Linked DNA regions of Mus musculus: regions 1, 3, 4, 5, 6 and 7 are each linked to region 2. A link is a contact called in public Hi-C and HiChIP or PLAC-seq data. All regions are on one chromosome and are shown on one strand. The core of a region is the stretch at or near the end of the contact, and the rest is flanking DNA. Distances in the headings are between cores, read along the strand shown.

Region 1 (4,333 bases), core at 1,467-3,966, 430 kb after region 2:
ATTGCCTGGTTCACAGATGGCATATTCTCTCTGGTGTAAAGAGCTTATGTCACTCTGAGCATTGCCTATAAGAACGTTAAAACTCTGCTTATGTGACCCAATTACCTCCAAAGGCCAAATCCCCAAAACCCATCGTCTTGGGGTAAACATTTCAACATATGATTTTCTGGGACACAGACATTTGGATCAAAGGGAAGAAAAGTGGTGACATCTTAGCTGTTGGTCAAAACCCTTCCAATTTCTATGCCAGGAAGATAAAAGGCACACATGCAAATGTTTGAGAGTGTTTAGGTGGGGTATAAAGTAAGGTGTGTTCCTGTGTACATGAGGGGAAGATGGAGACAGACAACCAATAAGGAAGAAAAGCCAAGAAGTTCCCCATTGGGTTCACAGGGCATTGCCCAATGTGCTCTATGTGTTCTATCTCAGTAAGCTGTGTCTGCCAACCTCAGCTCTGGAGGACAGAAGTCTAACATGAAACTCATCACACCCTCTGAAGATGGGAGGATCACAATAAACTCCTTCTATTGGAAGGGCCATTGACCAACCAGGCTATCTCTGCTTGGATGCAACTTAACATTCTTCTGCTATTATCACCAAACATTTTCTTTCTTCCAGGGGATTTTGGGTGCACGCCTTTAATCCCAGCACTCGGGAGGCAGAGGCAGGCGGATTTCTGAGTTCGAGGCCAGCCTGCTCTACAGAGTAAGTTCCAGGACAGCCAGGGCTATACAGAGAAACCCTGCCTCGAAAAACCAAAACAAACAAACAAACAAACAAACAAACAAACAAACAAAAAAAGAATGGAGCTCCTTGCCTGCCAATCAAAGCCATGAGTGGCAGAAAGCCTTGCTTCATGAAGGAATGAACTAGCTCTCTGGCAAAGGGGAAGCAGGGTGAAGGATCGTCCTGATCTTGAGGATGATAAACATAATCTGTATCTTATTTATAGTGATTTCTAAAGCTCATCTAACTTCACACTTAAAAACAGTGATGTTACAGAGCCACACGCCAGGGCAGGTCCCGTGCCCAGTAGTGGCTGGCTAACACAATATGAACTCAAGGGTATTTTTGTGGGTTTTTGGTTGTTGTTGTTGTTGTTGTTGTTGTTTTCATATTGCTTTGTTTCAGAATTTCTGTTTTTGTCATAATGGTCTTTTAACTACTTGGCTTTTTGTTGTTAATTTGTTTGATCTTCAGTTTTTGTGGTTTGAAAGGGCTGTTTCCTGCTTGATTTTGTTTCTTAGAGGTCTCCCCCCCCCCGCCCCTGCCCCCAAGGAATAGAGACAGAGAACATAAAGTTGGGTGTATTGGAAGGTGAGGATGATCCGGGAGGATTTGAAGAAGGGGAAACATAATCAAAATATAATTGTATGAAAAATAACACATTAAAAAATACAGTAAGAAGCAACAGAGTGGTGGTAGGCACAGCCACTACGAGAACATGGCAGAGAGGAAGAAAGGAAAGGGGCTGACGAGAGGAAGCCTGCTCAGAAAAAAGGAACATGATAGAGACAGGCTTCCTGGAAGCCTAGAGTGGGGAATTATAAATAGACAAGGCAAGATGATAAAAAACATGACCAGTGTGCAAGGAAGCTTGAAGTGGTCCCTTCCAGGAGGTAAATGTGAGAATGAAGACAAAGTTCTGGTAAGTCTGCAATGTGCAAGGATGAAGGTGCTCCTGTGACCACGCATGCCTGGACTGGAGGAGGCCACAGTCAAGGGCAAAGAAGGTTATCAAAGCTAGACCAACTCTCTCAGAGCAGAATACCTAGACTGGCTTCCTGGTTGCATAGCCCATAGCTGTTTCTTCATGCCCTGGTTTTAGCTGTCGACTTAACATAGACTAGAGTCACCTGAGAAGGGGGTCTTAACTGATAGATCAGCAAGATTAAATTAGCCTATCAGACAGAATTGGCCTATGGGAATATCTGGAAGGCATGTGTGGTCTTGATTGTCAGTTGACGTATGAGGGCCCAGTCCACAGCGGACAGGTGGTCTTGGGGTGTATAAGAGAGCTGTCTAAGAAGGCTAGAGAGGTGGTGATATGGCTCAGTGGTTAAGGGCACTTGCTGCTCTTGCAGAAGACCTGAGTTCAGTTCCCAGCACCAATATGGTGGTTCACAACCATCTGTAATTCTAGTTCTGGGGACTCTGATGCCCTCTTCTGGCCTCCCTGGGGTGCGAGGCAGACGAGTTATTCAGACTCAGGTCAGGCACAAACACTTACACACGTAAAATGAAAATTAGATCAGAAAGAAGAGAAAAAGAAAGCAGAGCATGAGCCATGAGTTCCTCCAGGCTTCCTGTCGTAGCCTCTGAGGCTGGGGAGAGCTCCCCAGTCAGGCTAGTTAATCCACATAGACTCAGCTGACACCCTTCAGTGACAGACAGTGCCCTGAAAGAGTAAATAAACCCTTAACTTCCTGAAGTGCCCTTAGTCAGGGGGTCTCATCAGAGCAACAGCAATCGAACTAGAACACCTCCCAATCTTGTGTTCCAGACATTGAACAGAGTTCTCTTTGTTCTCAAAGTAGGTCAGTCCTGTTCTCAACACAAATGTCTGAACCAGCTGTGGGGGTCCTACTTGTCCTCACTGATCGTCTTTGAGAGACAGGAACATAATTAGGTCTCCACACTGAGAGGAAGAGGGAAGCAGAACGGGATTCGCTTTCTAAATCAAAAGACAACAACATCTGCATCAGCTCCTTCCTTCCTGTTTGTGGTGCTGAGAGGAGAACGCCTTGTGGGGGTTACGTCAGCCATCTTGTGATCATGAGGTGATAAATATGAAGTTTTGTTTTCCTGTCCAACTGGTCAAAGACCACAGAGAGGAAGAATAGAAAAGGCTTGGGTCCCTGATGACAGAAGCCATCTGCTGCACCAGAGGTGAAACCATCCACCCCCGCTCTTGAAGGATGACAAAGAGGATGACATAGTTCCCACACTGCTTGAGCCATGATGCTTTCTGCTTGTTGGCATCGGTTCACCAATCCACGTGGCAGCACCAGTGCAAAGACCCTTAGGTCCCACAGCAGAACCTGACCATGACCTTTACAGCTGTGTCTACAGCCCTCACCCTTGAGGCTCAACAGTGAATCAGAAAGAATATAGGAGTTAGCAATGGTGAAAAGAAGGGAAACCTACTCTGGGCTCAGGGGAGAATTTTTTTCTCCCGTGTGGACTACCAAGGGCATGGCCAGTAGCAGAGGCAGGCAGGATGATCAATTATCTCTGGGATGTGGAAGAAATATGTGTGATTGTGAGTGCCAGAACATAGAGGATTTGATATCTAGGGAGGAAGGTCTGACTTGTCAAAGGATATTTCAAATTTGTAGAGAATACACCTGAAGTATTTTAAAATTCAACACAGATCATCCCAACTCCCTCATCTTGGGAGGAGCACAGGTGGTTTGCAGGTACATCATCCTTGTAGGATCTGAACAGGGGGCTCGGAGAGAAGCTGAGATCTGTACATCCATTGTGACCACTGACAATTGGCCTCAGAGAACGCCAAGGGGATGGAGTCTCTGGTCTCTCTTGGTGCCACTGAGTTTGGATAATGAGCTGGTCTCTTCCTCCTCCTCTTCCTTCTCCCCCATCTTCCTCCACTTCCCATGTTCTTCCTCCTCCTCCATCTCTTCTTCTTATCTTTCCCATGCTCCCCATGCTCTCCCTCCTCCTCCTCATGCTCCTCCATTTCCCATACTCTCTCTCCTCCTCCTCCTCTTCCTCCTCCTCCCCATGCTCCTCCATTTCCCATACTCTCACCCCTCCTCCTCTTTCTCCTCCTCCCCATGCTCCTCCATTTCCCATACTCTCACCCCTCCTCCTCTTTCTCCTCCTCCCCATGCTCCCCCACTTCCCATACTCTCTTTCTCCCTCCTCCTCCCCATGCTCCTCCATTTCCTATGCTCTCCCTCCTCCTCCTCTCCCTCCTCCCCCTATGCTCCTCCACTTCACATGCTCCTCCACTTCCCATGCTGTCTTTCTTCCTCCTCCTCCCCATGCTCCTCCACTTCCCCATGCTCCTCCAGTTCCCATACTCTCTCTCCTCCTCCTCCTCTTCCTCCTCCTCCCCATGCTCCTCCATTTCCCATACTCTCTCTCCTCCTCCTCCTCTTCCTCCTCCTCCCCATGCTCCTCCATTTCCCATACTCTCGCCCCTCCTCCTCTTTCTCCTCCTCCCCATGCTCCTCCACTTCCCGTGCTCTCTTTCTCCCTCCTCCCCCTATGCTCCTCCACTTCACATGCTCCTCCACTTCCTATGCTCTCCATCCTCCTCCTCTTTCTCCTCCTCCCCATGCTCCTCCACTTCCCCATGCTCCTCCAC
Region 2 (3,858 bases), core at 379-2,878:
CATTAGCTCCACCCCTGGTGTAAATATGTTACTTTGTAACATAATGTGAAGATTCTCCTTAAGTACTGAGTTGAGTGGCCACCACTGCCTGCATTTCTTACCTCAGCCTAGTGGTGTCATTCTCAGATTAATCTGAGAAGCATCGGAAGCAGGGGAAGTTAGCCTCCAGACTCTGCCTCTCCGCTTTCTTCCTTTAAGTGTGTGTGGGGGGGGGGTGCGGGGGGGGGATGGGATGGGGGAGGGGGGAGGGGTGTGATTCTGCAGGCAGCACCACACAATTTTTTTCTCATCTGCATCTTTAGAAATGACAGGTGACTGGGGGAATCTCAGTGGAATTTAGCGAACCAGGTCCATGCAGCCTGCAGAAACGGTGTCTTCACTTCTGTATGGCTGTGGGGTCGTCACGGCCACTTGTCTACCATGAAGAGGTAGGAAAACCCTTTGGACTTCAACTGAGATGCCAGTCCCATGGCCAGCTATCTCCTTGTATGTCCCTTTCAACTGAAAAAGACATCATGTGATAACAGTTTTTATTTTTTTCCTGTTAATTATATTTTCCCTCCATTTGTAACAGCAATGAATACACTTAGAGAGATGGACTCTTTTGTGCTACAACAAACAAGCAAGGACATAAAGTAAACAAATGTTTCATAAGAGATAAGCAAAAGCTGCAATTATTACCATATGTAGTCGGTTTGTCTATCACCTGTCTGCATATCACCTATCTGTCTGTCTGTCTGTCTATCTATGCATCTATAAATCTATCTATCTATCATACATCTATCTATGTATCTATCCAAACACAGAGGAGGGAAGAAAGGGGAGAAGGGAGAGGGAGGGAGGGAGGAGAGAGAGAGAGAGAGAGAGAGAGAGAGAGAGAGAGAGAGAGAGAGAGAGAGAGAGAGAGAGAGAGAGAGAGAGAGAATCCTTTAGGAGAAAGGATTTGTCACATTCTGTGTTTGTAAGCAACTTTACTATTGTAGACAGTCAGTGTATTATCACGATGGCCCCTGGTGTATGTGCCATTACTGAGTATTTGGGGGGTGGGTTCAGGTTCTAGTTCTGTAGCCCCAAGTCCTTGGAGCACCATTTCTTAAAGCATTCTGTTTTAATCGTGTTCTTATGTGATTCATAGAGTGAAGTAAAGTTTTAAGGTAAATCTTATTAGGATGTGACTATTCTAATTTGAACCAAACAGAAATTCAGTTCCCGAACTTCTCTGGTATGCGCTCAGCAGGAGACCTGTGAAGTGAGCAAGACCTCTGCCCCTCCCTCTGACAGGCGACAGGCCTTCCCTGGTGTCAAGGTTGCTGGTGGAGGAAATGAAACCAGGACAACAGGGACAAAGATCATATAGCTACAGAACAGCAAGAAACTTGAAGAATCCGTGGCTTGAGTCTCCCTTTCCTCAAGGCTTCCAGTGGGTCTCGCGGCTTGGTCCAGGCAGTTGATGGGGTGGAATGCTGAGTGTGGGGGAGACTAAGTCTAATACAACGGGCAGCGAGCATGCCTGTGTGTCCTCCAGGGGGAGACATTTCTCTTTCTCCCATGGCTGTGTGTTACCCAAAGCTAAGGTGGTCAGTGACACATTTGCAAGGCATGTCTCTGGGACACAGAGCAGAACAGGCTTGCAGAGCAGCTGCCCTCTGTGAGACTGAAGACCGAACGACTGTCTGTTTGCCCTCCAGTCCACACTGTCTAGAGGCCAACTGCTGCTCCTGGCCAGCAGCGCCTCAGGCCTTCCCATCACCACCCCAGAGAAAACCGTCAGAAGAGCATTGGCAGTTGTATGTTCTTACAGGAGGCCTGGAGTGTCCTGTAGGGACCACCGTAGGGACAATAAGAGCCAGGGACATAGCCTGGCACTTGAAAGATCTGCCACACTGCCCAGTTTGATTTTACGTTTCTCCCTTTCAGCCACTGTTTAGCTGTTCAGTTTACTAGAAATGTCTGTAGTTCTTAAGTGGCTGGTGGCCATTTTTCAAGGACTTTCTTTCTTGGTGTCATTCCTCTTAAAGAATGAACTGCGCAACCACATGCGTCTAGGAGGGTGGGCGAGAGAAAGGAGCAGGCACAGGATTCAAAGAAGTCAATTTAGCTACTTATTAACCGTGCCTGGAAATGTGAAGAGGAAAAGGTGGGAACTAATGACTCCAATGGGTGTTTGAAAAGAACTGGCTCTTTTGTTCCCAGCTCCGTGAACCCTCTCTTTGGAGAACCCAGAGCTGGTCCTCAGTCAATGAGTGTGGCAAGGATCATTTCAAGAACAAATTGAGGAAACGTAGGCACGGGTCTTTCATCGCCTTTTCGCGGTGATTAGATTTATTTACCTCCCTTGCTGGCCCCTTCTCTTTCATGCTTTCCAACCGCTTTAAAATCAAGAGTGAAAAATGAAACCGAGTTCCGGCTTTTAAGAAAATGAGAGAGGGTGGGGGCTGGGCTGGCTGACAGGTGCACACTTCCTGGGAGCCAGAGAATAGCAAGAAGTTTAAGAAAAGAACTGTGTGACCATAGCTGGCCTTGCCTGGGAGAAAGTCACTAATTGAAAGTCTGGCCAACGTTAAATGTGCTGGTGAAGTGCACTGATTTATTGGGACCAGTGTGGGGGAAAGGTCTGTGGAGCAAATTGAAAGAACAAACAGGGAAACGGTGTGTTTTCCTCGCCGAGAGATAGCTCCAAACGTTTGTAAAAATCACTTTGTATTTCAATCCCCCTGCAAAACGGTGAAAAGTTCTGGTTCCTAACTTCTAAGAGTTACTGTGAAAACCCTTACAACATCCCTAAGGTGTTCCTTCCTTGCGTGGGATCCTGTCATCCTCGTGACCGTGTGAGTTCGGGGGGAAGCAGAATTTTGTGAAAATGTTTCTCTACTTTAGACTTTTCTACAACTTTCTACCCAATTAGAGGATGTTAGTGGGGTTTGCTGCGTAGTGTGCTGGTATTTTGTGACTCGCAGGCGCTGATCTGTTTCCCTGGCTGTCTCACAGTTCATGAAGAAGTCTGCTCTAAAAAATGGCTTCTCACCATTCTGAGGGCCATCCCATCCCATCCCATCCCATCCCCCCCACCCCATCCCACCCCACCCCACCCCATCCCATCCCATCCCACCCCATCCCACCCCACTCCATCCCATCCCATCCCACCCCACCCTACCCCATCCCACCCCACCCCACCCCATCCCATCCCACCCCACCCTACCCCATCCCGTCCCATCCCATCTCACCCCACCCTACCCCATCCCACCCCACCCCACCCCATCCCATCCCACCCCACCCTACCCCATCCCATCCCACCCCACCCCATCCCATCCCACCCCACCCTACCCCATCCCATCCCATCCCATCCCATCCCCCCCACCCCATCCCACCCCACCCCACCCCATCCCATCCCATCCCACCCCATCCCACCCCACCCTATCCCATCCCATCCCATCCCATCCCATCCCACCCCATCCCACCCACCCCATCCCATCCCCTCTTCATCCTTCTCTACTGGGTTCTCAAGGCTTGCCCTGAGTCAGTTATGGGTATGCAGCATTTACATTGCCATTATCAGTGACAACATGCAGGGACCTTAGTGGCACTTGGGAGTTAGAATGCCTTCATCTTGGAGATGAGGAGACACAGGTCCACAGAGGTAAAGAGAAGCATCCAAGGCCTCGACGTGTTTATTTCATTGATTTCTAGAATCAAAAGTTATGAATCCCTTACTCCGAGGCTGCAAGACTCATTCAGTGTAGTACATCACAGAGTGGGAGGGAGGAGGGGGAGGGCTGCACAGAGTGAATGAGAAGTGTATGTGTAGCCACAGCTTGCTATTCAGGAATCTTTTCTCTGTGTTAAAAACGTCATCAAATT
Region 3 (4,369 bases), core at 952-3,451, 390 kb after region 2:
AGGACAACCTTTAATGTTGGCCCCTGCCTTCTTCTTTCTTTGAAACAGGGTTTCTTATCACTTATGTCAGGCTAGCTGGCCATGATCTCCCAGGGACTTGCCTACCACTTCATCTTAGGAATGCTGGGATAGCAGACATGCATTTTCCACCCAGCTTTGTGTGAGTTCTGGGAATCTGAACTCAGGACCTGACGCTTGCAGGTCAAATACCTTATCCAGAGCCATGACCCTAACCATAGACAGCAACGTTTAAAATCAACCATTCTAACACAATCAGATCCAAAGTCAGACTAACATGATACATGCTAACTATGATGGGGAAAAATATATACAAGGTTTTCTCTAACTAAACCATTTTTTTCTATATGAGCAGAAAGTTGCAGTAAAAAAACAAAACAAGCAAAGAAAAAAAAAAAAAACAAACCCTGTGATTCATAGCATACAGTGGTCTGGAACCTGACCAGAAGAGTTTCAGCCAGGGTTTCTTAGTTTGGCATGGTGTGGTATCATGCACAGTGTAGAGTGCATGTCATGTGTTCGGAACCAAGGCTACAGTGAAATCCCAAGATGCAGTGCACAGGCACGGCCAGAATCACCCTGACTCACTGGGAGTTTGATTCTGAAATAATTCGCAGTGCGAGAGTCCTCGGAAACATTTAGTCCTGCCAGATTTTTCTCTATCTCCCCATTCAGTTATGTGATCCCCAGACGGAGTTGCCACCATCCATATCTGACCATTGCAAAAGGTGCCTGTGACAGGGGCATTAAGCCTGGTCATTGGGTGTTTGGGCGTCAGGGGCAGAGATTGGGGGACTTAAAATTTTCCATTGGCTTGCTGACTTATAAACAGATAAGGACCCTTCCTTGTACTGAGAACCTGTTTGAGGGGAACCTGTGACTTTCATTACCTCTGTGGCTTGAAGGAGCAGGCATGGCTTGCTGCCAGTGCACAAATCAAGGTCCCAGATGCCCAGGCACCAGTACAAACTCCTACAGCTAAACCTTTAACCAAGGGTTAGGGTCCCTACATCCTGTTCTTTTCTGCAGACTCAGTTCTTGTAGCATGAGCTTGGGTCTGCTTCTCTCTCTTTGTCAGGTTTCTTGCTCCATACACGAATACGTTGTTCTAAGTGCAGAGTGCTGTATGCTGGTATTTTCAGGTAGACAATGGGTCAAAATATTTATCATATTTATCATGTCATTTCGTACAGCCCAGCCAGTACACAGGAATGTTGGTCATAAAACCAGCACAGGGTCCCCAGATAGAACACCAGATCAGACTCTGAATTTCAGATAAATATACGTAAAATTTACTATAGCTAATACATGGGGTACCTTGATACTAAAAGCAGTTGCTGTGCAGAGTTGGACACCCAGGCTTTCAGTCTGTCTTTCAATGTGTAAGAACTGCCAACCTGGGGCAGCCCACCCAGCCTTCTCACCCTCAGAGTAACTTCTCAGCAACTGCCAATGTTGAATAGGACAGTGTTGCCTACCACCAGTGTTTCTAAATGTCTGTTTTATTTTCAAAGCCTGGGAGGTTGTGTTTGGACCAAGAATTTCACACCCAGCCTCAGAGAGTCAATGAACACACATGGTGCACAGACATACATGTAGGCAGAACAGCCACACCATAGGAATAAATAACTTACAAGCAAGCCCATGGGAAAGCACACAGCATCACAGAATGATGCAGGAAGGGCAGCGCCGAGAACTAGAATTACAGGTGGTTTGAGCCATCATGAAGTGTTAGGATTTGAACCCAAGTCCTCTGCTGGAACACCAAGCTCTCTGAGCCTCTGTACATCTCCCTAGCCCCTGTGGCTTTACCTTCCCTGACCATTGAGTAAACAGCTAACACTACCCTGTAGAAGAACAAGACAATGGAAGCTAACCTGCCCCAAGGTCATGTGGCAAGGGTGTGTCAGCTCTCTCTCTTGAACCTCTGTTTATGAAGGAGTATGAGATTTCTAATATCTATGCAAACATTGATAGTGGTATGAGCCTGGCCGGGACAGAACCAAACGAGATCCCATCTGGTTTCAACAGCTCAAAGCACTGGGGTTTGAAGAGGCTATTACGGTAACTCAGATTTGCAGCCCTGTGAAGTGGCCGCCCACACAGGAAATAACTTGGAACAGGTGGCCCAAGGAGCTTGCTGGTCTTGTCTGGCTTCATGGGGAAAGCTTGTGGGTTCCTGAGTCATTGAATAATTATGAGCCTGAACAAAAGGTTCTCAGATAAGCGGAAGTCAGGACAGGGAAAGGCAAGGTGGGAAGAGGGTTGTCTCGGCGTGCTCACTGGGCAAGCCCACTTGATGGATGAGGCCTCTTGGGAAACAATACCCCCTTGGTTTGTGATCCTGAGTCCCCCAGCACCCCGTGGCATGATGAGCAGACACAGGTGGCAAGAGTCGCTTAGGATTTAATGAACTCCCCAGAGTTGGAAAAGAAAGCCAGGTTAGGCTCAGTTCCCGCAGAGACCATGTAAGAATTCTCCTCTGTGAGCCTGCCCTGTGCTGGCTTGTGCTGCACTTGAACATTCGTTATGTCTCTGATCTATTCCCAAGCCAGGATGTGGTGACAGCTTTGCTCCAGTGTCTCTAATGATGACACTGAAGTCTTGTCTATCGGTCAGGAGGAATGATGGTGCTACACATTGACTTGTGTCCTTCCAAAGAAAACAGACACTGGTGTCTTAACACCGAGTGTTGCAGAATGCATCCCGGGTCACTGCAGGTGTTGTTAGTTCAGATGATGTCAGAGTGGCACGGATGAGCCGATCTTCAATACCATGGAAGGCTTCCTTATATAAAAGGCTGTCAGGCAGGGATGGGGTTCTGTGTATTTTTTTAAAAATTGCCTGTACAAGACTCTGGCTTCAAGACAGAGTACCATCGGGGAAAATATAAAGACAAAGAGATCCAGTAAAGAAATGTCATGTGAGCAGAGAGAGGCACAGGAGGAAGTTCCGGGCAGTCGTGATCCAGAGAAAGAGCAATGCAGCCATATTTCTCATAATGTAAAGATGGTGGGCAGCCACCAGAAGCCAAGAGCGAAACAGGATTCCCTGCACACTTGGCAGAGGCAACATAGGCCTCTCCGAAGCAATGGCCACAGACTGACTGTACTTGTGGAGGGCTGCCATGGGAGTCTTCGGAGGACTTCATTTTTCATGGTAGACCTCTTTAAAGACTGTTCTATAGAACTGTGCATGCAAGCCACTATTCTATTTTTTTTAAATCATTTTTTGTTTAATTTAAAGACAAGATCTCACTGAGTTGTTTAACCTGGCCTTGAACTCCTGATGGTCCTGCCTCAGCCTCTCTTGTAAACAGAATTAATTACAGGCTTTTGCTACAAGTCATCCCTCAATAGAACCCTTTCAGATGCCCTCTCAAGGATGGGAGTGTAGCTCAGTGGTGGGGTGCTTATTAACAGTACAAGTGGCAAATACAAGCAAACTCTGGCTTCAACACACACACACACACACTCACATACACACACACACACACTCACAAACGTGCACATACACAAACATACAAACTCACATACACACACATACACACACACACCCATCACCCAAATCTAAAATTAATTTCTAATTTAAATGTAAGCAAGCACAAAAAAAAAAACCCACCAGAGGACAGACAATATGTGTCTAAAAGAGAGAGTACTGTAGAGCGAGCACTGGCCCAGCATTCCTGGGGCCCTGCATTCAGTCCCCATTACTGCATATGTCTGAGTGGCCAGTACCTGTGCTTTGGAGATGGAAGCAGGAAGCCCACAAGTTAAAGGCTACTAGTGAGTTTGAACCCTAGGCTCGCTTGGACTACATGAAACTCTCAAAATGAACAAAGGACATACAAGTAATGTAAACCATGCTTTTGCAGGTCAGAATGTGAGATTTGGGGAGACTGCATAGGAAACACCCCATCACAACCCACAGAGTTAGAGGGACAATGTCTACAAGGGCTCCTAATTTATCACACCAATTCTGATATTGAATGCCCTCAGCTCTGATTGTACCTCAGGAGGACCCTAGAACTCACTTAATGGAATCCCACCCATGGCTAAGGTCTGTTCTGGGTAATGACACCAAATAAATTCATCCAGGGGCATCGGAGTCTTAGTTGCAGACTTAAAAAAAAAACCATAAATAAAGTCAGAGACCCATATGGCCATCCCTTCAGCAGGTTCAGCCTATGACCCACAGGCCCGACCCACAGGCCTCACCCCCAAGCCTAATGAAGTCTCTCAGACCTCCTGGAAGCAGAGTGTCTATCTGCTGGCTCACAGCCTCCAGGCAGACAAAGCTGCTCCTAGCAGGCCTGATATTCCAAAGACATCATTTCCCAGAAGCCTAGGAC
Region 4 (4,335 bases), core at 33-2,532, 490 kb after region 2:
AAGGTGCTCAAGCTAATTATTATCCCGTAATAAAAAACAGTAATAAAATAATAAAGCTCCGTTGGAGAAGGCCAGGGCCCTGCTTTGCCTGCGCAAGGCTATGATGATAGACTGGGAAATCAAAACCCAAGGCTCTCGGAAGGCACTTCGAAGCCCCGCTAGCCCTCCTTATGATCTTTCTGCACGTCTGTGTACACTCCAGAGCCAGACCAGCCAGGTGCCCCTGCTTCTCATCTGCCTTCCCTTTTCCTCATAGTGGTGTCTGCTGTTACCTTCAGTCAGAACTTAGGACTTGCCTGGGGAGTCTTCCAGCAACCCATAATGGCAGACTCTGAACTGAAAATCAGGACAGAGTTAACACACCAGCTACTTCTGTGTGAGTGGCAGGTTTGACTCTAAACAGTCATAGAGGTCACAGTGATCTTGGACATGTGCACGTGTGCGTGCTGCGTACATGCACACGTGTACACACACACTCACAAGACACAAACGACACACACACACATACCACACCCCCCCACACACACACACTCACAAGACACAAACGACACACACACATACCACATCCCCCCCCACACACACACACTCACAAGACACAAACGACACACACACATACCATATCCCCCACACACACACTCACAAGACACAAACGACACACACACATACCACATCCCCCCCCCACACTCACAAGACACAAACGACACACACACATACCACATCCCCCACACACACACTCACAAGGCACACACTAACAAGACACACAATCACAAGACACACACACCACACCACACCCCCACACACACACACCATACCTCACACACACACACCACACCATTAGCAGCAGGAAGGTACTAACCGTTGGCATGATTCCTCCCTGACGCCTTTTGCCTCTGCTCTTAACTCCTGTAATCAACAAAGGAAAGACACATAATTCAGCTATTGGAGTGGAGACTGGTTCAACTTTTGTCTTGAAGAGAGTGTCAGACTAAGCAGCCCGAGTCATGGCTTTCTGGGGAGCACAGCCACTCTCTGTTATGGATTAATTGGCCTATATTCAGGGTCGGTGTCGCTGATGGTTCGTCCTCATTGTCAACTTAAGGGAAAGAGGACGCACCATAGAAATGCACCTCTGGATAGGTCTATGAGGGTGTTTGCGGAATAAACATGTTAAAGAGAGAGGGCCCACTCTGCTTGTAGGCAGCATGTTCTGATGAGAGTGGGCCAAGTCTTGACAAAAGGAAAAAGTGAGCTGAGCCCGTCACCCATGTCCCTCTGCTTCCTGACTGTGGACACAGTGGGCACAGCTGCCTCGGGCTCCTGCTGCCAGGCCTTCCTGGACGAGTTTCACGGTACCCACAGACTGAGCTAAATAAATGTTTCCTTCCTTCCTTAAGATGCTTCTGTCCAGTGTTTGTCACAGCAACTAGAAGATTAACTAGAACAGTAAAGTCACAGGACGAGCCCTAAGAATTAGTCCATTTCCCCCAGGCCTGGGGACACGTGTGCTCTGTTATCAGCTCCAAAGGACATTTTTTGAAGGGACTACATATGTGTAGACAGGCATCTTCTTGTTTTACCCCAAGATAGTATTTAATACTGTCCTTTTTAACAGTCAAAGGAATATTTTTACATTAAATTTATTGTGCGGTATCTGTGTGCATGTGTCCATACATGTTTCTCTGTGCCTGTGTCTATGTGTGTATGTCTGTGTCTGTGTGTCTGGGTGCTGAGTGTGGGTACATGGGTATGTCTGCATGTGTGTGTGTGTGTGTGTGTGTGTGGGCATGTGTGCTTGTGGGTCAGTATATCTGTGTATGTACGTGTTCTGTGTCTCTTTGTGTGTCTGGGTGTCTGGGTGTGTGTCTCTGTGTGTGTGTTTGGGTGTGTGTGTCTCTATGTGTCTGGGTGTGTATGTGTGTCTCTGTATGTCTATGTATGTGTGAATGTATGTATGTGTGTGTTTGTGTGTATCTGTGTGTCTGGGTGAGTGTGTGTCTGTGTGTGTGTGTCTGTGTGTGTGTGTCTCTGGGTGTGTGTGTCTCTGTGTATGTGTCTCTGTATATGTGTCTCTGTATATGTGTCTGTATGTGTGTCTGTGTGTGTGTGTGTGTCTGTGTGTGTGTGTGTGTGTGTGTGTGTGTGTGTGTGTCTGTGTCTGTGTGTCTAGGTGTATGTGTATCTGAGTATGTGTGTCTCTCGTGTGTGTGTGTGTGTGTGTGTGTGTGTGTATTTGGGTGTGTGTTTGGGTGTGTGTGTCTGTGTCTCTGTATCTCTGTGTGTGTGTCTGTGAGTCTGTGTATGTTTCTGTGTGTGCTTGTGTGCCTGTGTGTCTGTGTGTGTGTGTGTGCCTGTGTATCTCTGTGTGTGTGTGTGTGTCTAGGTGTATGTGTATCTGTGTATCTGAGTGTGTGTGTGTGTCTCTCTGTGTGACTGGGTGTGTGTTTGGGTATGTGTATCTGTGTCTCTGTATCTCTGTGTGTGTGTCTGTGAGTCTGGGTATGTTTCTGTGTGTGCCTGTGTATCTGAGTGTGTGTGTGTCTCTGTGTGTCTGGGTGTGTGTGTCTGGGTGTGTGTGTCTGTGTGTGTGTGTTTGGGTGTGTGTGTGTCTGTGTCTCTGTATCTCTGTATGTGTGTCTGTGAGTCAGGGTATGTGTCTGTGTGTGCCTGTGTGCCTGTGTGTGTGCCTGTATATCTGTGTGTGTGTCTGTGTGTCTCTGTGTGTGCCTGTGTGTCTGGATGTGTGTGCCTGTGTATCCGTGGGGTGTGTGTGTGTGTGTGTGTGTGTGTGTGTGTGTGTCTGTGTGTCTGTGTGTGTGCTGGGTGTATTGGTTACTTTTCTCATTTCTGCAATGGAGTGTCTCACAGGAGCAGCCTGAGGAAGGACGGGTGTATTTAGCTTACAGTTTGAAGGTTCAGTCCTTCACAATGGGGAAGGCATGGTACCCAGAGCTCTAGGCAGTGGCTCCCTCTGCATCTGCTCAGGAAGCAGAGAGAGGCAAATGCTGGTGCTTAGCTTCACTGGCTCCTTTTGCTAAGTCCAGAACACTAACTCGTGATGCTACTGCTCAAAGTCAAGGCAGGGCTTCTCACCTCAGTTAACCCAACCTAGAAACCCCTTGACAGGAACAAATTACTCCTGGATAACACTGGAGCTTGTCAGTTGACAACACTAACCATCAGATAGGGTGATACACTAGTTTGATTTTTAGCTGTTAATGGACTTTCAAACTTTATTCCATAGTGGCTATATTGGTTTGTATTCATACCAGCAGCACACAGTGGGTCCATTTCTTTATATCTCCTCAGACCCCCACATTTCCACAGCTATGGAGTCTCTGGAATGTTTAATGTCATCTGTCCTAAAGATCCGAGGTGGCCTGTGATGGAGGCTTTACTCTGTATTTCCCTGACAGTTAGAGGTGTTGGTCAAATTTAAATACACTCCTGGGTCATTTCATATGTCTTGGGGAAATAATTTTTCCAAGTCCCCTGCCCACATTTTGATCTGGTTATTTCTTGTCTTGCTGTCAAGTTGTTGGGTTCTGTGTGTATGCAGAAGATGAAACCCTTAGCAGAGATATGATTTCAAATATGTCCGTATGTCCCCTGGATCATCAGGACACCTTCTTACCCTGCTAATTGCTTAGTTACTGGAAAGACTTTCCAATTTGCTACAGTCCCGATTGTCCATTTTCCCGTTGGCCATCAGGCCTTTAGGGTCTCCTATGATGAGTCTTCATCCAAACCAAAAACAACAGGCTTCTGCTGCGTGGAGTGGTTTTGGATGCTTGTACCTACAGTTCATCTGTGGCTGGTTAATCGTTCCGTAATTTTTCACTCTTTCTAGCAGGCCTGCTCATTCCGCTTCTTTCTCGCTTCTTAGGTCATATACAATGGCTTTTCAGAGGAAGGTTCCTTGTCAAATTTGTTCTACAACAGGAGAGTGTCATACACCTCTGGTTTATAACAAGGGGGAGGATGCCATGTGAGGACAGAAGGGTGACTTATCAATGTCTGGAGTTGTCTGTGGCTGTCACAACTCAAGTGAGAGAGAGAGAGGAGAGGGAAGATATTAGCAACAAATGAGTAGGTGACGTCTAAAGATGCCACAACACACATTCAGTTCATGGGAAAACTCCAAACAAGAAACGTTCACGCCCAAAGGAGGACAAGGAAGAGAAATCCAACCTCATACAATCACCAGGATAACAGGGGAAAGATTTTATCCTTTATACTCCTCCAATTCCATTTCCTAGAAAGTATAACACACACACACACACACACACACACACACACACACACACACACACACACCTACCACCACTACCAGAATTG
Region 5 (3,789 bases), core at 855-3,354, 510 kb after region 2:
CAAGAAACTGTTTCTGCTTTGGCTAAGAGATTTTTTTTTAAAGAAACCATAGGTTCAAAATTACCCTTTCGCCTCAAAAGTTAACCTCATGGAAAATGTGGCAATATTTCTATATTTTGAAAAAAAAATATGATGGTATCTGTATCTATATCCTGTTGCTTAAGACCTGATCTCTTACATACATGCATTTTGGTTTGGTTTTGTTTTAAATAATTAGGCAGGTTATTTGTGTGCTTGTGTGTGCACATATGTCTTTTCAACTTTTGTACTGCATGCATGTGCGTGCACGTGTGCATGTTCCTACAGGCCCACATGCACAGGGGGTGCCAGAGGTGAGGGCTGGAGGAGGTTGCTCAGTGGCTGTCCACTTTGTCTTTTGAGACAGAGTTCTCACCAGCCTGGAGCTCCTCCGTTTGGCCGCAGGCAAATCTCAGGGATCCATCTGTCTCTGCTCCCTGGTCCCCACCCCAGGCCCGAGATTACCAAGTAATTATTTGCAATCCAAGCTGTTTTGCATGGGTTTAATTCAATCCTCTTGCTTCTGCAGCAAGCTCTTTACTGCCTGAGAGATCTGTCCCTGCAGCCCTGGGTCTTCTTTTTAACCTCCTGGCTTCCCTGCGTAAGGAAAAGTGATAAGCTTAGGGAGCCAAGCCAAAAACACCAGGGTTCCTGCATCATTTGTTGGTCACAGTTTCTGTGCCCAGATTTTTCAATACCCCACCCCACCCCCTCAGACTGTGTCAAGGAACACTCTACAGTGAGGTGGAGTCCATTCAGACAGCGCAGAGAGGGGAAGAGCTTGGTTTTCTGGTTTTGGGGTTTTCTTTTTGAGCTAGCTGTTATTTGAGAAGTGTCAACACTGTGCCGGGAAGTCTGTTTTTAGGCCAAAGATCCTGCCCTCCTCTTCACCTTCCCCATGGGACCCCGGGAGCTCGTGGTCTACTTCATAAACATGTCCACAGTGCTTGAGAAAGAGTCACCAAGGGCCAGACATGTGCTGCTGCAGGCACTGCAATAGGGACGTCTGCGGTCTTAAACCCTGGACAAGATGAAGACACACCCCAGGTCCCCGCAGAGGTAGCCTTCCTTTTTTCCCATTGCCTCTTCTGCATCCCAACACAGGCGTCTCTGTCTGTTCCCTCCACCGGATCCCTGCCTCTCCCCCCTGGACACTGACTCCTGTCTGAGCCCCACAGCTAGGCTGAGGGACTGACTCAGAGATCAGACCTGCTTCAAGGGAACCTGACACTGGGAGGAGCTCAAAGATGGCACTACCTGGGACAATTCCTGCCCAGCAACAAGCACACATTAATAGGTCCACTCCTCCTGGCCTGACATTGCATGATCTTACATCCCTGTGGACAGGACACAAAAGCATCAAACAGATATGTTTCTCTAACACAATTCCCTGTGTTCAAACTTCTGCAAGAGAACGCTGCCTGGCTGAGGGTATGGTATCTTCAGGGCGGCAGGGGGAGGGGAGGCACAGGATATGGGTCCTTTTGCCCCATCGTGTACATTCCAAGAGACGGACAGAGGGCACAGAAAGAACAGAGTGGAGGGGAAAAAAAACCATTAGCTCCCAACGGCCTGTCCTATAAACAGAATGATAGCAGGGAACAAGAAAATTACAACATTTAAATCTCAAATTATAGCCAAGAAAGTAACTAGTACCAGTCTTTCAGTGAGACAGGCTCACTTCCTCAAAGAGAGCTGTGATTACTACTGGTGTGTGTGTGTGTGTGTGTGTGTGTGTGTGTGCGCGCACACACACACACACACACATGCACTCTTGCAAATGTATTTACTGTGTAAGAGTAATACAGGCATATCTGTCTCTGTCTATCTGTCTCTCTGTCTGTCTGTCTGTGTCTGAGTAGTGTTGGAATTGAACCCAGGACCTCATGGGTGCCGGGCAAGCCTTTTACCACAGAACTCTATTCCCAGCTCTGTAATATAACTTCATCTGAAGATGCCAATGCGTTACTCAGTCTATCATTTGAATTTACCAAAACCAATACGAAGTTGGTTCCCAGGCCATTCGGTTCCACCCTTTGTGGTCACAGCTGGATGAGCTACAAGTCTGCTGGGAAGGGTGGAGCCCAGTGTGTGTGGGTCCCTGGGAAGTTGCGGTCCCCAGCCATGCTCGGGAGCCAGCCACTCCCCACTCCTCACCCATCCTCACACAGCTCTCCCAGAACCTGCTGTGAACCACATGAGGTCAAACTTCCTTTCCAGTCCCCAGGCCACCTGGTACCAGCCCAGAGCTGACTCTTGTGTCCTGTGCTTCCTGCAACCTGTTCATGGGCAAGGCTGGGGACAAGTCACCATCCCAGGCAGGAGAGCAGTCAGGGCCCCAGAACTGGCTGAGAGCTCAGGGTGGACGAGAGCAGAGGTGGCCAGCCATATCCAGGCTGGAAATTATTCCAGTTTTCCTGAGGTGGCTGAGGTGGCTTGCAGCTATCGGCTAATGAGGCTGTGAGAAGGATGTGCAGAGTGTAGTGGTAGAACACTCGCTCGGCATGCACAGGGTGTCAGAGGCAGTTCCTGGTGCGAAAGCAACCGCATCCAAGTCTTTATTAGTAGAAAAAAAATCACTCATTTCTATAAGGGATGTGACAATCTACGTAAATGCTTTACCCTTTTTGGCAAGCTTATAACATTCCTTCAATCATTTTATTCTGGTTTTAAACGTTGAATTGCCACTGTAAGGAAAGCAGCTCCCTTCCTTAAATGTTCTGGAACCCTGGATCAGCCCCACAGCTGTCAAAATGAGTTCCCTGCCTCATTGGATCCCTGGGGTCTCTTACATCCCTGTGATCATGAACTCTGCTATCTCCCCCCTTCCGAGGAAGTAGCCCTGTTTGTGTACTAACAGAGCTATGGGGAGCAGTCTGTGGCTAACCACTCCAGAAGCTATGGCTTTCCCCCAAATCACTTGCCTGGCTCCAAAGCATAGGGGAAAAAAAAATCATTGTTTAGAAATATTCAGGATATGGCAGTCTCTAGATGGTCCATCCTTTCGTCTCAGCTCCAAACTGTGTCTCTGTAACTCCTTCCATAGGTGTTTTGTTCCCAATTCTAAGAAGGGGCAAAGTGTCCACACTTTGGTCTTCGTTCTTCTTGAGTTTCATGTGTTTAGCAAATTGTATCTTATATCTTGGGTATTCTAAGTTTCTGGGCTAATATCCACTTATCAGTGAGTACATATTGTGTGAATTCTTTTGTGATTGGGTTACCTCACTCAGGATGATGCCCTCCAGGTCCATCCATTTGCCTAGGAATACACTAGCAAGATTTTGCTGAAAGGACCCAGATAGAGCTGTCTCTTGTGAGACTATGCTGGGGCCTAGCAAACACAGAAGTGGATGCTCACAGTCAGCTATTGGATGGATCACAGGGCCCCCAATGGAGGAGCTAGAGAAAGTACCCAAGGAGCTAAAGGGATCTGCAACCCTATAGGTGGAACAACAATATGAACTACCCAGTACCCCCCCCCCCAGAGCCCGTGTCTCTAGCTGCATATGTATCAGAAGATGGCCTAGTCCGCCATCAATGGAAAGAGATGCCCATTGGTCTTGCAAACTTTATCTGCCTCAGTATAGGGGAATGCCAGGGCCAAGAAGTGGAAGTGGGTGGGTGGGGGAGTGGGCAGGGGGACTTTTGGGATAGCATTGGAAATGTAAATGAAATAAATACCTAATAAAAAACAAAAACAAACAAACAAACAAAAAATATTCAGGAAAACAAAAATCCCAGAATCCCAGGGGCTGACAAGGAAGAAATTTG
Region 6 (3,872 bases), core at 302-2,801, 450 kb after region 2:
GTGTCCTTACTCGGATCAAGGGAGGAAAGAAAGCACTCAGATCTGAGTTCTGAACACGGATGTTCAGAACTTGGTGTTGGGTTAAAAGGGGATTTAGTAAAAGGAGCCAAAGTCCACGTGCTCTAAGAACGTCTTATGTTGCATGCCTGCGAGGGATGCATGTGAGAGTATGGTTGCTGGTATAGTCCGCTCCAGCTTCTCCAGCATGTACCCTGAGAGCCTGCCCAAGCTCCCGTGCTCACCCTTGGTTTAAGGCCGTTCAGCCGCCATTTTGACATTCTTCGTGAGTTTTGAACAAGGGACCCATTTTTTTACTTTATATAGGATGACGTGGTTTGACTGAATCCCTCAAGATCAGGTGTTGGGAAGTTAATCTCCAACAGTGCTGGGGAGGAGGACTTAGTAAGAGGACTTCAGTGGCCTTCATGAGCGGGCCTGACCTCCATGTGTGAGTGTGACCTCCATGCGTGGGCGTGGCCTCCGTGTGGGCGTGGCCTCCGTGTGTGGGCATGGCCTACATATGTGGGTTGGCCTCATTACCTCATGGGCTTTGTCTTCGGGAAATGGCCAATGTTGTTGACTAGGGTATACTTATTTCGATAGTGCACTGGCATAAAAGCATATTTGGCCTTTTCTACATCTATTTCTCTTGCCCTTCTGCCTCCCATTATTTCCATCCTTCATTAGCCCCAAGCCCTTCACCTGCATGTACCATTCTCTTGGACTTCCCAGCCTCCAGAACTCTGAGTCAAACGGGCACCTGTTGTTTATAAACTACCCAGTATGTTGCCCTTCACTGTAGCGGTAAAAATGTCTAGGACGTTCACAAATTGTAAAGGCTCAGCTAAGTATAGCTGGGTGGAGAAGTGTGTGAGGTCTTGGGCCTACATAAAGACCTGGAATGTTCTGTAGTAGGAATGAGAGGTACTGAGATGCTTGGGAGAGCAGGAAGTGTGTGGGAGTGAAGCCAAACACTGAAGAAGTGATGAGCAGAAACAAGGGCCATGGAGCCTGCTGCACACTGACCAAGAAGGAATAAGAGCATCTCACTATTAAGAAATGTGTAGCATGCTGGCCAGAAATGATAGTTAATAACGTAGATGAAGCTAAACTCTGAGTAAGGGTCTTCCTCGACGTTCATATACAATATCTGAGAACGTGCTCCCACTTTAGATAAAAATTGAATGAAACTAGCTGAAATGCCTATAAAAACAGAAAGAAAGAAAAAAACTAAGTTCCTTTTAAACAAGTCAGTTTGGCTGTAATGGTGGAAATACATTCCTTAGGAAGACACCAACATCATACCATTCAGTGGATCTCTCTGCCACAGAAGTCAGTGAAATGATCTATTTATCCAGAGTTAAATGTATCATAGGGATTTGTGTAAGACTTGGCTGGATGCCCCTCTCGGCTCATCGGGCTTTTTTCTGGAGGCTGACATAATAGGGTTTTTGAAGGAAGATGAGTGATCACAATTGGCTGTACTCACTCTATCTCAGTCAGTATGATTGGCTGATCTGAAGTTATAGCTGCATACTGCCTCCTCAGACTCTGTGGTGATGTCATCTTATCTCCCTGGGAGGAACTTGGGTCTCTGCCTGTTACTGAATTAATTAGTTCCCCTCTTAGTAAAGTACCAGGTTTCACACCAACTAATTGAAAAGCTAAACGTTCAAAGTCAAGGTCACCATCTTGAAAATTACTCAATCTATCTTTTTGGGTCAAAGCATATTTCTCTCATATTCCTTTATAATTACTACTAATATATATTTAAATCACATTAGCTAGTTTTTAATTATGAAAAACTGATATAGGACATGGATTTTTTTTTCCAGCCATTTGTGTGCTGATTAGCCTTTGCCAACTTGACACAAGCGAAGGCCATCTGGGAAGAGGGAACTTCAGCTGGAAAAAAAATGCCTCCATCAGATTGGCTGGGCTTGTAGGCAAGTTCCTGGACTACTTCCTTGATTATTAAGTGGTGCGGGAAGGCCCATCCCAGGGGACCAATCCCAGAAAGGGTGGTTCCACCCCTGGGCACGTGGTCCTGGATTGTATAAGAAAGTGGGCAGACCAAGCCAATAAGCCCCTTTCCTCCACGGCTTCTGTTTCCGCGGTGCCTGCTTCTAGGTTCCTGCCTTGAATTCCCGGCCTGCTTTGCTTTGATAGTTGACAGTGGTGTAGAAGTCTAAGCCAATTAACCCTTTCCTCCCCAAGCTGCTTTAGGTTAAGGTGTTTCATCCTAGCATCGAGAAAAAACGGATATAGTTTGTCTTTCTAAAGCTGTGCTGGCACCCCAGAAGCAATTTTAAATAGCTTAAGCCCTTATATCACTTTCAACCTTAGTTACTTTTAGAAACTGGACAACTTCCGACTTTATAGGCAAAAGTGGCAACTTAAGAAATGGGAAACCTCATTGGCTAATCAAGGGCCAGAGACGCCCCATGGTACCTCCCGAGAAGACGCTCTTGTTTGTGTCAGACACATCTTAAGGTGACTATTTTTATTCCAATCGCATCCTTACAAGTGTGTGATGTGTGCTCCAGCAGCGTGCAGGGCAAATCAGATTGAGCTCATCAACTCTACTGTCCGAGCTTAAGAGACCACAGGGAGGGACCGCTCAGCCTGGAACCAGGAAACGCGAATTTATCTAGGGTGCTGGGAGACAGTTAAAATTTTCTTAGAACTAAGAAAACAGATGGCCTCAAAGGTCACCCTCCAAAAATGAAATCGTTTATTAATTTATTGATAAAAAGGATTTACTTCACTTGGTTTTTCCATGCTCCCTTACTGCCTGCTCCGTTCCACAAGGTCAAAATGGTGGAAGCACATGCTCACAATTTTGTCGCCTTTTAACAGCAAGCAGTCTGGCTCTAGACCCTTTCTACTCCTTAAGAAGTCTGGAAAATGAAAAGGACTATTTACTCAGTTAACTTAAGCTCTCAGGAAAATAAGCCAGATGAGTGTCGAATGTATCCCTCACCATGCTAGTAGCCTATTTCTACCGTAACAAACCACAGAGAAATCCCTCCATTCTCTTAAACAGTTTCTTGGACATATCCACAAGGTGAAGGTTTTTTTCCTGCCCTGACAGTCAACTTAATTCCCTTAAAGGTGATGAGTGATGGCCAGGGACATTCTGTTTTTCTTTCTTGCACTGAGGTTTTAATTCTGGCCCGTCAACAGGTCCATGTTGGAACCAAAAGGCAAAGGCAAGGACCAGAAGCGAACAACATTATCCTGTGGTTTAGGCTGGATAAACTCACTAAAACAGTGGCCTCCTCGACTGAAGGCTGAACTTGTAAAGCACCGATCTAAGTCCTGTAGCTGTCCAAAAGAGAAAAAGAAAAGAAGAGGGGGAAGAAAGAAACATCAAAAGCAGAGGAGCGAGCGTCTGCTTTCTGTATGTCTCTCCCCAGCAGGGCCACCCTGCATCCCTACCTAATCCCCATTGCTAGTCTCTATGCAATCACGAAACGCTCAGAATAGAAATAGTTTTGTCTGTATGTAGTGGAAAACGCCAGTTTAAACAGGATGTTGGAGATCAGGGCGCCTGACCCAGAACACGGGCCAGGGCAGACATGAAAGCCCGCTTCGTTTCATTCACAAAGGTTTTCTGGGACGAAGTCCCCTCTCAGCCTAAACAGAGTCACGCACAGGCTGGCCCCGCTGCTCCCACGCTGCTTCCAGAAGGCAGGCGAGCTCTTTGAAAGCTCTTCCTAGCTGCAGCTTTGGTGGACTGCAGCCATGAACAGGGCTGGGAGCAATTACCCCTCCCAAGAGCTGGTTCCTCTGTGAAGGACCCTCTCTGCCAGGCAGCTCCTACCCAGAGAGCAAGAGGGAAGCGGCCGGGGCTGTCCCAGGCTGCCTTG
Region 7 (3,826 bases), core at 1,315-3,814, 410 kb after region 2:
ATGAAACTTCTCCGATGAAGTCTGAGAGCTGAGCAAATGGTCTGTGGATAGAGAGATGTGGATTTAGAGGGCAATTTCCCACTCTGTCCATTTTGAAGAATAGTAGTAGCAGGAGTAGGCTTACTACTGGATGCACTAGGCTCCCTGACTGTATGTTCTTGGTTAGATACTACAGGTCTGTACTAGACATAGGTTTCCTTCTATAGGGTAGGCCTTACATCCAACCAGAAAACAGTTGCTAATCTCCATAACATCTGCGCCGCTACTGCACAAACAGGCACAGGCTGATACACCTGAGTCATTTCTGTAGTCCGTAGGGTTTCCAGCTGGGGAAGTCTGTTGATAACTACCCACCCTGCACACACACCAGCTTGCAGGCCCCTTCCCATGCTATGAGAGGACCTTAGGGGAGAAGCCTCCTTGTTGGTACCAACTTGACTTCTCCATGGCCTGTGTCAAATGGGAATGATGTCTTCAGCAACCAAGAAACAGTGACAACAACCTGTGCTGTTGGGGGTGGGTGTCCAGGACACCTCTGACCAACAGCTCATTACTGTTTTCATCTTTTATGTGTTGACTGCCACCCACAGCTGACATCATTCCTAACCAGCACACGGCCTCTAACACCTTCCCATTACATCAATCTTTCGCCTTGTTTTGATCACAACCTCCCTGCGGCCATCCCACGAATACACATCCTTGTAGCCTGTCACCCACAGCCTGCCATCATCATGGAGGAACAGCCCATCATAAGTCCCCTCTCTAGGTCCTGCACTCTTCCATAAACAAATGGACACTGGAGAGTAACGCTGTCCTTGAACACAACTCTCCTTATAATTTCCTTTGTCAAAAAGACCTTGATGTGATTGTAGTTGCAACCAAAGAGGGAGCTAGAGAAATTCACAGAGCAGACATCAGCATCCCCGTGACAATATGCAGAGAACAAGTGCTTGCATGGAATGGGCCACTGCACACACAGTGATATGGCCACACAACAGTAACCCAAAGGTACTAGAATATAATCTGTGCTATCTGAGTGTGGAGATGTATGCCTGTAAACCTAGCACTCAAGAGGTTGAGGTAGGAGAACCAAGAGTCCAAATTAATCCTTGGCTATGTGGCAAGGTTCAGAACAGCCAAGGGGTGTGTGGGATTCTGTCCCAAAACCAAACAGAAAAGTCTTGGTAACATATAATCTTCTATGAACATGGGCTGTTCACTGTTTAGATATTGGATGGAAACTAAAGACTGATTCCAGAAATGAAGCCCCACAGTGGTTGTTTCAGAACAGCGAGGTTTTAGGGAATTTCATTCTCCTTTTTTGTTCTGTTCTGAATTTTTTAATGTTACCTATAAACACACATCACCATTAAAATAAAATTAAATCTCTCTCTTGCTTTCTCTCTCTGTCTCTCTGTCTCTGTCTCTGTGTGCCTCTGTGTGTTGCATTCATGTGTGCATGTATGTGTGTATATGTGTGTGCATATGTGTGTGTGTGTGTGTGTGTGAGCGCACACGGGCATGCTTGTAGGTTTGTATGTGCATTTCTTTGGAACAGGAAGTTAACACTAGCATTGTTCTGCACGAGCTTTAGACCCAGTCCTTTTGAACCACGTTATCTCACTGGGGCCTAGAGCTTGCTCAGGGGTCTGGGTTGGGTGACCAGGCTCCCAAAGCTGCTCGTGTCTCTGTCTTCCCTGATGCTGGGATTACACCAGCCCCCCCCCCCAGCCAGCTTTGCATGTGGGTGATGATGATGGGAACTGGTCCTTGTGTTTGTGTGATGATGCTCAATGGACAGAGCTTCCTCCCAAGAGCTATATGGTCTTAAATCCTAACAGTTCTTTGAGGCTCAGCTTGACCTGCTCAGAATGCGTTCTGTACATTTCCCTGCAGGATCCTCTCCATCTGCTTTTAACTTGTTTGCAGAATGTTCCCCTCTTAGCACGCATGTCATGCATGGGCTTGAATTAGACCCATCAGGATAGTGTGACTTTTACTCCATGCCACCCTTGCTCTGTACTTAGAATGCATCCCATCATCTTTGTGTTTCCTGTGAGGAGCCACCAAATGCCCCCTCCAGAGTGGCAGGAGGTTTAGCTGGCATGTGTCTCTCCAGGTGGTCCATACAATGTGTGTTCAGATTAAGGGTATTGAAATCTCAAGAGATTGATTTGCCAAGGAAAGCACTTCCTCCAGTCAATTTAACACTTGTTTACTGAACTAGCCTACTTGGTGAGTTTCAGGCCAATGAAAGATTTTGTCTAAAAATCAATGTGGAGGATGCCTAAGAAATATCAGACAAGGCTGTCTTTCTGGCCTGTGTACATAACCAGATAGCCTAGGATGGCAGTGTCCCATAGAACTTTTCTCAGTAGCTCAGCCACACATAGAGAGCCAACCACACATCCTATTCTGTTATTCATCTTTCCCTGGAAACACTACATGGGTCTTCCCCTCTCTGAACAACTCACTTTTCAGAAGTAGGGGCAGCTAGCACTGGCCTAATGCTCAGGGCTGGGCTCACACCGGTCTGAGGCTATGTCAGCGCAGGCCTATAAATCACTCTCAGTTCTTGCCTCTTTCCTGTTGTGCTGACAGCATCAGGAAGCTGCTGTGCGGGCTATAGCCCACACTAACAACTGGCAGATAGCGCTGAGCTGAAGGAAGAAACATGTCGAAAGCCCCATTCAAGGCAAGTTGTTAGCAAGTGTGAACAATGCTCAGAATAACAGGGCTTTTCCCAGAGGCCCCCTGCAAGAGCCTGGCTGCTCACATCTGTCCCAGGCCACCAGAGTCTTATCTTGCCGGTACCATGTGCTCCCACTTATCTGCCGGCAGCCGGACCCCACTGATGTCAGCACACAGGCCAGCTTGCAGCGCTGGCCACCTAATGAAGATCAGGTGGTGGGAACGATGCGTTCTCTCTTTCGCTTGCTCTCAGATGGTTCGTGTGTTTCGACAGCAGACGGGAAAGTGTATTTCTAAGACCATGGTGTGCATGTTCATACTCAGAGGCTGAGTCTTCTCACAGCCTTGTCAGGGCTTGTTTGTAGCTGTTATCGATGTCGAGTTACCAAGGGTCCCCTGAGTGTCAGAATCTTGAATTATCCAAATAAGTCCCTCCCAAAGGTCTTCCTCTCAGTACTCTGAGAACCCTTTGTGCTTTTGATCAAACTGTAGATGGTGACGGAGCTGGCATTGCGGGACCAGGCATAATTGAACTTGTAGAATTAGGTAGAAGGACTGGTGTTGACCTCAGGAAACTGCTCACTATGCATATACATACACACATATAGACACATGGAGACACACACAAACTACACACATATACACAAATGGAGACCCACACAAACATATGCACAAACATAAATACACACTTTACTGTTAGCATTTGCATACAGAGTCTCTCTCTCTCTCTCTCTCTCTCACACACACACACACAAATACACACGATGGAAAGACATGTTTAGAAAGATAGAAGGCCAGGTACCATGTGTAATGACATTGTTCTCACCATGAAGCCACAAATGACGGGGTTTGTACTGAGCATCTCCTAGTAATAGGATCATGACCTTGACCCAGAGCTACCCCTACACAAAATCAGTCAAGTGTGTGTAACTTAATGGTGGCCAGCATCTAGAGCGTATGAGGAAGTATGGGTTCAAAGGAAGATCCCCTCTCTCTTAAGATGTTGCTGCATAAGCAATTTTGAACCTTGGCAACTTAAGAGCTCTACCATCAAAGGCCTAGAGAGAGATGACGCCCATTGGTGACCAGTTATCTCTGTTGTGCATAGCTCCTGGGCTAATTTTTATATTGCTCA

The links. HiChIP or PLAC-seq counts read pairs in DNA pulled down with a chosen protein or histone mark. Hi-C and Micro-C count contacts between places; a contact is called where the count stands out from the background.
Region 1: an H3K27ac HiChIP or PLAC-seq map of the HPC-7 cell line shows a contact between it and region 2, with 12 times the contacts expected there. The contact joins two enhancer-like sites. A contact is called at or near these places in 2 of 15 datasets of contacts at CTCF or cohesin (large pre-B cells and pro-B cells), 5 of 484 Hi-C or Micro-C datasets (the G1E-ER4 cell line, bone marrow-derived macrophages, cortical neurons and 1 more), 7 of 115 datasets of contacts at active chromatin or transcription factors (the 230-238 cell line, the HPC-7 cell line, bone marrow-derived dendritic cells and 3 more) and 1 of 9 other capture datasets (bone marrow-derived macrophages).
Region 3: a contact with region 2 is called in an HNF4G HiChIP or PLAC-seq map of pancreatic cancer cells. The contact joins two enhancer-like sites. A contact is called at or near these places in 2 of 15 datasets of contacts at CTCF or cohesin (large pre-B cells and pro-B cells), 4 of 484 Hi-C or Micro-C datasets (the G1E-ER4 cell line, bone marrow-derived macrophages, embryonic fibroblasts and 1 more) and 1 of 115 datasets of contacts at active chromatin or transcription factors (pancreatic cancer cells).
Region 4: a contact with region 2 is called in a CTCF HiChIP or PLAC-seq map of large pre-B cells, with 18 times the contacts expected there. The contact joins two enhancer-like sites. A contact is called at or near these places in 1 of 15 datasets of contacts at CTCF or cohesin (large pre-B cells), 6 of 484 Hi-C or Micro-C datasets (the G1E-ER4 cell line, the P5424 cell line, bone marrow-derived DN2 thymocytes and 3 more) and 7 of 115 datasets of contacts at active chromatin or transcription factors (the 230-238 cell line, DN3 thymocytes, T-cell acute lymphoblastic leukemia and 4 more).
Region 5: an HNF4G HiChIP or PLAC-seq map of pancreatic cancer cells shows a contact between it and region 2. The contact joins two enhancer-like sites. A contact is called at or near these places in 1 of 15 datasets of contacts at CTCF or cohesin (large pre-B cells), 4 of 484 Hi-C or Micro-C datasets (bone marrow-derived macrophages, granulocyte-monocyte progenitors, nephron progenitors and 1 more) and 5 of 115 datasets of contacts at active chromatin or transcription factors (T-cell acute lymphoblastic leukemia, effector CD8 T cells, fibro-adipogenic progenitors and 2 more).
Region 6: a Hi-C map of bone marrow-derived macrophages shows a contact between it and region 2, with 19 read pairs. The contact joins two enhancer-like sites. A contact is called at or near these places in 1 of 15 datasets of contacts at CTCF or cohesin (large pre-B cells), 14 of 484 Hi-C or Micro-C datasets (the G1E-ER4 cell line, LSK cells, Th2 cells and 11 more) and 1 of 115 datasets of contacts at active chromatin or transcription factors (T-cell acute lymphoblastic leukemia).
Region 7: a Hi-C map of bone marrow-derived macrophages shows a contact between it and region 2, with 18 read pairs. The contact joins two enhancer-like sites. A contact is called at or near these places in 2 of 15 datasets of contacts at CTCF or cohesin (large pre-B cells and pro-B cells), 5 of 484 Hi-C or Micro-C datasets (the BV-2 cell line, the G1E-ER4 cell line, bone marrow-derived macrophages and 1 more) and 2 of 115 datasets of contacts at active chromatin or transcription factors (the HPC-7 cell line and acute myeloid leukemia).

The regions. Positions count from the first base shown.
Region 1 is chr16:92,865,929-92,870,261 of GRCm38.p6, reverse strand. No RefSeq gene overlaps it. Among named protein-coding and RNA genes, the nearest start is that of Runx1, 42 kb to the right of the region's middle. Within about 2 kb of position 2,716, at least 86 of the 459 cell types and tissues checked have an H3K27ac peak or open chromatin away from gene starts, as enhancers often do. A contact at or near this core is called in the G1E-ER4 cell line, the HPC-7 cell line, bone marrow-derived macrophages and 1 more, where this site is marked.
Region 2 is chr16:93,290,886-93,294,743 of GRCm38.p6, reverse strand. No RefSeq gene overlaps it. Among named protein-coding and RNA genes, the nearest start is that of Gm30588, 30 kb to the right of the region's middle. Within about 2 kb of position 1,628, at least 98 of the 459 cell types and tissues checked have an H3K27ac peak or open chromatin away from gene starts, as enhancers often do. A contact at or near this core is called in the G1E-ER4 cell line, the HPC-7 cell line, bone marrow-derived macrophages and 4 more, where this site is marked.
Region 3 is chr16:92,901,968-92,906,336 of GRCm38.p6, reverse strand. No RefSeq gene overlaps it. Among named protein-coding and RNA genes, the nearest start is that of Gm41499, 53 kb to the left of the region's middle. Within about 2 kb of position 2,201, at least 64 of the 459 cell types and tissues checked have an H3K27ac peak or open chromatin away from gene starts, as enhancers often do. A contact at or near this core is called in myocytes and pancreatic cancer cells, where this site is marked.
Region 4 is chr16:92,804,943-92,809,277 of GRCm38.p6, reverse strand. All of the region lies in intron 2 of Runx1 (runt related transcription factor 1), which reads left to right. Among named protein-coding and RNA genes, the nearest start is that of Runx1, 19 kb to the left of the region's middle. Within about 2 kb of position 1,282, at least 20 of the 459 cell types and tissues checked have an H3K27ac peak or open chromatin away from gene starts, as enhancers often do. A contact at or near this core is called in the G1E-ER4 cell line and granulocyte-monocyte progenitors, where this site is marked.
Region 5 is chr16:92,780,931-92,784,719 of GRCm38.p6, reverse strand. The region is part of intron 2 of Runx1 (runt related transcription factor 1); the gene reads left to right. Among named protein-coding and RNA genes, the nearest start is that of Gm30281, 21 kb to the right of the region's middle. Within about 2 kb of position 2,104, at least 36 of the 459 cell types and tissues checked have an H3K27ac peak or open chromatin away from gene starts, as enhancers often do. A contact at or near this core is called in pancreatic cancer cells and pro-B cells, where this site is marked.
Region 6 is chr16:92,845,635-92,849,506 of GRCm38.p6, reverse strand. No RefSeq gene overlaps it. Among named protein-coding and RNA genes, the nearest start is that of Runx1, 21 kb to the right of the region's middle. Within about 2 kb of position 1,551, at least 14 of the 459 cell types and tissues checked have an H3K27ac peak or open chromatin away from gene starts, as enhancers often do. A contact at or near this core is called in bone marrow-derived macrophages, where this site is marked.
Region 7 is chr16:92,882,934-92,886,759 of GRCm38.p6, reverse strand. No RefSeq gene overlaps it. Among named protein-coding and RNA genes, the nearest start is that of Runx1, 59 kb to the right of the region's middle. Within about 2 kb of position 2,564, at least 61 of the 459 cell types and tissues checked have an H3K27ac peak or open chromatin away from gene starts, as enhancers often do. A contact at or near this core is called in the G1E-ER4 cell line, the HPC-7 cell line and bone marrow-derived macrophages, where this site is marked.